Linked DNA regions of Mus musculus: region 2 is linked to region 1. The links are chromatin contacts, called in public Hi-C maps. All regions are on one chromosome and are shown on one strand. The core of a region is the stretch at or near the end of the contact, and the rest is flanking DNA. Distances in the headings are between cores, read along the strand shown. Region 1 has its middle 50 kb from the start of Tmem26. Region 2 has its middle 79 kb from the start of Gm32931.

Region 1 (4,238 bases), core at 999-3,498:
CTCCCCGATGTAAGAAAGAATCCCATCACGATGGACTGCATGTTTAATAACCAGAGATGCCCAACACCTTGCATCATATCTGACAGAGTGTAGACCAGAGAGCTGCACCATAAATATGTCTAATATAACTAAGCACCATATGGACCAGAATGATGTATCTGTGAACCCGCTGGGGTCCTTTGTTGACTATCTGAGGAAGTAATGTTCCAGAATAACAGAAAATTCATACAATGGTTAAGGAAATTCCTGACCCATAGAGCTTATTTAGGGTGCTCTTAGATTTACTTCACATGTGTTTTCATTGATTAGACATTTAGGTGTTTTATTGTATGTGTATGAGTGTTTTGCATATATGTATGTATGTGCACCACGTATATGCCTGGTAATTATAGAAGAGAGTATTGGATACCCTAGAACTGGTTTCAGGCTGTTGTGAGCCTCTACATCAGTACTGAGAAGCAAACCTGGGTCCTCTGCAATAGCAACAAGTGCTCTTAACTGGTGAACCATCTTTCTTGCATCCGTTCCAAAAAAAATTTTTTGAGGGGTTCATACACTTGCACACTGTATTTTGATCTGACCCACCCACTGTACCCTCTATCCATCTCCTCAGAGATCCCTCCTTACTATGTCTCCCTCCAATGTCTTATATTTCCCCGCCCCCAGATTTGCTGGGAATATTCTCAGGCTTCAGAGGACAATAATTATCTACTCTCTAGTTGAAATTCTATGGGAGATGCCCAGGCGAAATGATTGCGCTCGAAACCACAATTTCTTAGGCTCTTCGGCAGAAAAGCAGTATTTGTGTTTCCCACAGCATGGCGGGGGTGGTTGACTAATAAACGCTTGCATGTTATTTCAAAGATGACAAGGGCCAGCTATTACAGTGTATTATTATCTCATTCTCTTTCCCGAGCTGGTGTGAGTGTTGGGTTACGGCTGGCTCGCCCATCTACTTACGCATGTTCTCTTCACTGGAGGAGTCAAATTTCAGCCTAGCACAATCGATGAATGTTTATGAGGCTCATTATGGGTCTAGACTCCCCTCATGCTCAGTGCCATTATGAGCAAACACTAAGGCTTGGCTTTGAACCTCGTGGTATCTTATGCTGACCGGCTTCACTTACATCCTGGTTTGTGTACTTGGGGTCCTGTTTCTGTATTCTGTAGAATGCTTGGCCACTTGCTGGCATCACATAACTGTCCAATAAAAGTAGTGATAAAGTTGTAAATTGTTCTCTTGATTTGCCTCCATATTAAAAAATAGACTACACAGGAAGAAATACGTTCTCATGGTTTTTGGCAAAAGACAATTCAAAGCCTTTGTTAATGGGAACACAGACTCTTCTCTCTCCTGCTTAGTAATCAGGAAGATGAAAACTATTTACGCAAAGAATCCTGGCTGGATCATCCTTAAATCATTTATAACTCACTGAGTGCTTTGAATAATGGAGAAGCTAGGGGGGCCTCTGATTCAATTTTATCTCCTTTGTTTCTTTACTATCTTTGTGCTTTCTTACATTTAGAAGAATGTTACAAAAAAGAGGGTTGGGATTTTTTTTTAAAGAAAAGCTATTAAAAGCTTTTAGGAGGACTTGAGCTTTAATCAAACCTTTCTGTATTCAGGGAGGCCAAATCTCCATGGACCTGGAGACAGCCTGAACGTTAAGCATTTGAAAAGCAAACTAAATTCATGAGCTAAGCCTTGCTTCCTTCCCCTGTCAGCCTTATCATTCTTATAATAGATGCGACATTAGCTCAGTACATTCTATGACACAAAGTCTCCATTAGATCACAGTATCAAATGATGGGAGCGCATATTTACCTGACATTTTTCATTTATAAGTGCTACATTGCATATGTATTCATCTTCCTAGGCTAATTACTAAAAATAAAAAAAAAAAACCCAAAACCTCGGTAGTTTAAAAACTGTAGCTATCTTCCATGTTACAGTTCTGGGCCCAGCTCAGCTCAGCAGGCTCTCAGATCTATCTCAGCTGCTGAAATCAAAGCTGTACATGGTGTAATTGCTTGCAGGAGGCTCTAGGGCTGGGTTCAACTCTGAGCCTTTTTACACGGTTCTCAGAGCCCCATTCCGTAGGACTGTGGTTTCTGCTTCCTTCCTGGGTATTACGTAGATGTTTTTCTCAATAAGTACAGGCTACCTGCCTCTGATGACTAACCAGCTCCTCTCTCTCTCTGTAAAGCTAGACATCAAAGATCAAGTCCTTTTACGTGTTGAACCTTTAGCTCTCCTCTCTTCTCAATGGCTCACTTGATTCGATTAGGCTCACCCCAATAACCTAGAGCAATCTTACCATATCCTTATCTGGAAACTCCATTCTGCCCTCTAGTTCTTTTGCCATGTCAGCTTTGTACGACTCTGTGGTCAGGAAAGTCCATATTTTCCTTAGCTTATGGTGTGCATTAGGCAAGGGTTGCAGCGTTAGTCTGAAAGGCTTGTTTTTATTTTATGTGTCCAGCACATGTCTGTGCACAGTGACCCTGCAGAGCCCATGAGGGATGGTTGTGAGCTACCTTGCAGTTGCTGGGAACTGAGTTCTGATCCTTTGAAAGGTGACAAGTCCTCTTAGCTACTGATCCATCTCTACAGCCTCAGCTATCCTCATTTATAGATGAAGGAAGGCAGTGTCTTTGTGGTGTAATTAGTAATGATAATGAGAAGGTCAGTGGCTGGAGATCTTAGTTTCTGCTATTGTTAGCTTTAATTAACATTCAAGAATGCACAGCAAAATATTTCATCTGGGGACGTGAAGATGAAAGATACAGCTTATAATAGTTAATCTTCGCTGTTAAAATACCTGGACTTAAAATCAACCAGAAGCCCTACCTCTGTATTATCCTGTGAGGGCATTTTTCAGAGAGGTAGGTCCCATCTAAATGTGTGTCACGCCATCTCATTATCCCTGGTCCTAGTCTGAATAAAGAGGGAACCATGAGCTGAACACCCACATTTATCTCTCTCTGTTTCCCTGGAGATGTAACGTGACTAGCTGCTTCATTCTCCTGTCAGCATGGCTTCCCATGGTGATGGTCTGTATCCCTTCAAACAGTGAGCCAAAAGAAGTCCTTCCCTGCTTAAGTTGCTTTAGACAGACGCTGTGTCACAGCCATAAAAATAAGTGGTTCAAAGCAACCACACTCCTGCACCAAAACCCACACAGATACATACACAGACATTTTAAAAAAAATTAATATTTATAGAATTTGTATTTTTTTTTCTGTGTGAGTGTATGCATGCAAACCTGGGCGTGAAGCAATGGAGGGCCATGAAATCATACGCTAGGGAAGGCATCCATGTATAATGTGCCCTCACACTTAGGGATGCAAAGACATGGGGTTGAATGGAATAGACTAGACTAGGCTAGACTAAACTAGAAGGCTATGAAAGGAAAAAAAAAGAAAAAGAAAAAAGAAAATGAGTTTAGAGCTCTGATCCCAGCACTCGGGAGTTTGCAGCAGGAGAGACGAGTTTACAGAAGTCGAATCACAAACGATTTTTTTTTTAACCTCAACAACCAACACCAAACAAAAAATATCCAAGTCAAAACTGTTGATTGCTCGGTAGCTTTCTTTTCCACAGAACAGTTTTCTTGCTTGAGGCAATAGGACACAGGCTGATTATCCTGACCTGGGTATTTAAATATGGTCTTCAAGGTGAGCAAATGCATCTCATTCAGAGGAGGCAAGTGATAGTTTTTGTTCTCCATGAGGACATTTGGGTTTTCAAGTTTAGCATCTGAATCCTTAAAGGTTTTTCTGGTTTTGCTGTGTTTGTTTCTGAGACAGGGTCTGACCATGTGGTCCAGGCTGGTGATTTGGTCCAGGCTGACCTCGAATTCACCAGCCTGTCAAGTACTGAGATTATAGACATGTGTCACCTCATGTAGCTTAAAGGTTCTTCTCTGACAAAATTTGATGGTGTGTTGATTGATATACTTTGTTATAGCTTCATGTCATTATTGGGATTGTTTAAATAATTTAGTGACTCAGGTTTTCAAAATTGCCAATTCGAGATACTCCAAACTGCTCATGGGTAACAATCCACCAAAAGTGAAAGACAGGCACATAGATGGCTGAGCACTACGGAGAAAAGGCTCACCCAATGTGTGTCTAGATCTACACACAATTTAATTTAAAAACACTGTCATTTGTTTGCGTGTTGGACCAAAGGATACCAACACTGGCCTAAAATTATTGATAACGGCTGGAGATCT
Region 2 (4,238 bases), core at 1,139-3,638, 230 kb after region 1:
TAGCCTCAATACAAAGGAAGGAGACTAGTCTTACTGCAACTTGATATGCCATGGTTGGTTGATATCCCTGGGAGAGCTGCCCCTTTCTGAAGAGAAATGAAGGAATTGAGGGAGCAGAGGAAAGGGGTACTAGGAGGAGAGGAGGAGGTGAAACTGTGTTTGGGATGTAAAAAGAAACAAATATATTTTTTAAAGTTGGGTCTGGTGGTGGTCATATAATCCCAGTTCTGGAAGGTGCAGGGCATCCTTGGAACTGACTGGCTCATAAGCCTTGGTAGTAAGAGACGTTGACTCAAAATAGATAGATAGATAGATAGATAGATAGATAGATAGATAGATAGATAGATGACAGACAGATAGATAGATATGGAGATGGATGGATGGATGAATACATAGATAGATAGATAGATAGATAGATAGATAGATAGATAGATGTAGGTAGGTAGATAGATGATAGATAGATAGGTAGATAGATAGATAGATAGATAGATAGATAGATAGATAGATGACAGATAGATGGATAGATAGGTAGATAGATAGATGATACATACATACATTCATACATATATGGAGATGGATGGATGGTTAGATAGATAGATAGATAGATAGATAGATAGATAGATAGATAGATAGATAGAGAGATAGCAGATAGATAGATAGATAGATAGATAGATAGATAGATAGATAGATAGATAGATGATAGATCAAGAGAAGCTGAGAAGCTATAACAGAGACTGGCCTCTGGTCTCTCTGCACTGGCACACACATGTGTGCATACACTCACACACAAGGTGGAATTGTTTTCCTATTTTCTGTCACACATCAGAAAGAATTAAAGTTCTGTCTCAGAATGTTCTCTTCTGGTAAGGAGAATCACTCCATGGCACTTGGCATGAAGGAAGCCAGCGAAGGTGTACGAATTCTCAGTATTGCTGTGATTGTCTCACACACACACACAACACACACACACACACACACACACACGATTTCACACCAGACACTCTGTATTTCGGTGGCACTGGGGAGGGTTGGTTGCACACTCCCCAATCTTTAACAACTCTGAAGAACACAGTGTTCTATTAGGTCAGCCCCCAAAAGGTCACAGTGATGACATGATTCTTTTGTGTAGCTGTCAGGGTGGACATGGGCATGAGTGGTGGATATGACCTATTGCCTCTGGAGGCTTCCCAGATGAGCCCAGTCTCTTAGCCAAAGAGACATAAAGACTACTGCAGAGGAGTCTTACTTTGAACACTGCTGGAGTACCAGCTAGACACCAGATAGTTACACGCACACAGGGGGTGGGGGGAGTTTAATATTCAGCTTATATACCCACCAAACCTTGTCTTCCCTTGCTTCTTCATCTACTCTTCCCCACTACTGCCCTATACTCTTTTCCTTCTAACCCTCCAAACATGTTTTAAAGGCAAATAAGCAAAAGTTGGGTGGCACATAAGTTGGGTGCACATAAGTTGGGTGGCATGTAGATTGGGTATCACATAAGCATAGCCCATGAACAGAAGGCAGACAGCTGAGAAGAAAGATCTCTTCACTTGCAGGGGACTTGGGTAACACAGGTTTGCCACAATCCAACCAAGCTGCCTGAGTTTTTTTTTTTTTTTTTTTTTTTGTTAAGAGGGAAGAACAGAATCAGAGAAGCAGTTTCGATAATAAGATGACTTTCCCCATCTCAGTCTAATATCTGGGGAATAGAACCCTGTGTTCCAAGGGCAGATGTGATTATGACACACAGTCCACAGTGTTTTTCTTTGTGAGGATTTGGCCTGAAATTGGGGGGCTACTGGGAGGCGAATGAATAAATAGGGTTGAAGACTCCGTGATTCGTTAGAGACAAATAGAAATATGTTTGTGTCTCAGCGTCTCCCACCACCACTATCATTTTATTACCGGCTTAGGGTAGAATATCATTTGGAATTTATCAACAAGCCGTCTCCCAAGCTTTTTCGGACACTGTTTTCAAATTAAGGAACAGAATCCAAGTCTCATGAGCTTGTTTTTCATTAACTTAACAGAGAAACTATACTCTCAGAATGAGAGATTGGAGCCAGGATGTGGGTTCACTGAATTCTCAGAGCAGAGTGCTTTTGGTGTGTGGTGTGCTACAGTTAGTGCGTGGATGGTTGTTCTATGACACTGAAAATATGGCTTGGTCTCATGTAAGCTGACTTTTGGTTTCATTTCCTGGGTGATTCTTGCAGCTTTATAACAATGGATTTCCAAAATATCTAAATGTTCCTTGTCCCCTGCCATGAATAGGTACTGTCAAGTCATCCGGGTTTTTGGATATCTCTAATGTTAAGTATTTCAACGTGGGTACAACTGGATTACAGAGAGCAAAGGGAAACAGGAAGCGCCACAATGGAAGGCTAGAAATAAGAGGTGCTCTTTAGACCATGTGAGATCAGAGGTAAGTGGCTCACTTCTCATGTATTGGGCACTCAGATGGAGCGATTTAGATATGTCATTATCCCTTTTAATCCTCATAAGGCTTGGGAGGCAAATGTCTGAAAAGCTACCACACAAATTAGAAAAGTTGACATCAGCAGAGAAGTCAGGGGGTGTCACTCTCAAGATTTGGATCTAATTTGCCTAATATTACACCTACATGACCCTGTCTCAGATGCATCTCGAACTCCTCTCACTAGATATTGGGGGTTGTGGTCTGTAATATCACAGAGTGACCCCAAGGCTTCTCCAAAGAATGACCCAGCTGTCTTCTGCAAAGGGCTCCACACCAAGTCGATGGCAAGAGCAAGAAAGGACTCTAGGTAGCTGAGACAAACCTAAAACTACCTGTGCAGCCAGAGGTGTGGAAGCTGCTCTGTACAGACATGAGATGTTTGATAAATAACTGTGTTAGGTGGGCAGTCCTCTGTTGACAATACCTCGGAGCCTGAATCATCTAATACTCTCTATTACTTTTGACCTCACTGTGGTCCAAATTACCTGGTAGAGACAATTTGGGGGCAGATGGGTATGTTTGGCTCATGGTTTCTGAGTGTTCTATTCATGGTTGCTTCTCTCCAACCCTGGCCCCAGCTGCTGCTCTGCAGAGCATCAGGGTAGCTGTCACGGGCATGCTGTGGTAAAACGGAAGTGTTTCATCTCATGGTGGACAGAAGGCAGAAAAGAGGGAGGGAGTAACCTGGCAATAAGAAATGTCTTCATATCCGATGATTTCATTCAACCAGGACTCATCTTCCCAGAATCTCCCAAAGCCAGCATTAAGGAGGAAGCATTCAACACAACAAGCATATCCCTCCCTTAGGGAGCATATTCAAATGTTCCATATTCAAATGGTGACATAGCTGGCCAGGATTCAGAAGTTCTCTTTGCCTCTAGGTATCTGCAATAAATATGGGCCCACGTCTTAGGTATCACACAGCTATATGAACCTGTGGTAATTATTATTTACACAACATCTTCATTTTTCTATGCTACACTCCAAAGAGGGCTGGCGCTCACAGATTTTCTGGGCATTTACTAACATGCATCATTCTTAATACAACTGAATTCATACTTGAGATGCACATCATAAAAGCACAAAACCTCCCACGAGTCAAAAACCCAGCACTGGATTGCACTGGAGTTTATTTCTAGAGGAACTAACATGACCACTAGATGGCACCGGAGTCTGGGTTCATCTTTCTGTTTCCAGAACCAGCTCTAACAAGACACCTGTAAAACCATAAATTTCAGAGTCAGTTGTTTGTTTATCTCATGTGGTACAAGGCATTATGATTTTTTGTTTGAGCTCCAGCATTTCCCTTCCAATAAATGAACACAGGGCCAGCTCTGACACTGAAGCCAACTCTTGACAAGTCTATTTTAAGATCCCTTAAAGAACTTCCTGTAAAACATTCAGGTTCCCACAATTGAAAGAATAATTGTAATCTACGTTTTTAAAACCTGCAGCAAGGCATGTGTCTAGAAAAAGCAGCAGTTCAGTTGTTAACTTATCGTGTTCATTTGGATTTCAGCTGCAGCCTGGAAGTCACCCAATAAACATGGGGTTAAGTCTGCTAGTATTGCAAGGCCCAGAAGGACATGAAGATACAATGACACCGTGCATGGATTTGAAAATAAGCAAAGGACTGGGCACGATTGGTTTGTATGCCACGAAGAAAGCCAGTGAGTAATGTGAAGAACATAAATACAAGCATATGTAAGGCCTTGAGAGCTGGCTCAGTGGGTAAGGAACCTGCAGCTCTTCCAGG

Evidence for each region. A called contact is a pair of places that touch in the nucleus more often than the background predicts.
Region 2: a contact with region 1 is called in a Hi-C map of CD4 T cells, with 3 times the contacts expected there. The contact joins two enhancer-like sites. A contact is called at or near these places in 6 of 484 Hi-C or Micro-C datasets (B cells, CD4 T cells, embryonic stem cells and 2 more) and 1 of 115 datasets of contacts at active chromatin or transcription factors (pancreatic cancer cells).

What each region holds. Positions count from the first base shown.
Region 1 is chr10:68,671,588-68,675,825 of GRCm38.p6, forward strand. No RefSeq gene overlaps it. Among named protein-coding and RNA genes, the nearest start is that of Tmem26, 50 kb to the right of the region's middle. Within about 2 kb of position 2,249, at least 60 of the 459 cell types and tissues checked have an H3K27ac peak or open chromatin away from gene starts, as enhancers often do.
Region 2 is chr10:68,899,208-68,903,445 of GRCm38.p6, forward strand. No RefSeq gene overlaps it. Among named protein-coding and RNA genes, the nearest start is that of Gm32931, 79 kb to the left of the region's middle. Within about 2 kb of position 2,389, at least 8 of the 459 cell types and tissues checked have an H3K27ac peak or open chromatin away from gene starts, as enhancers often do.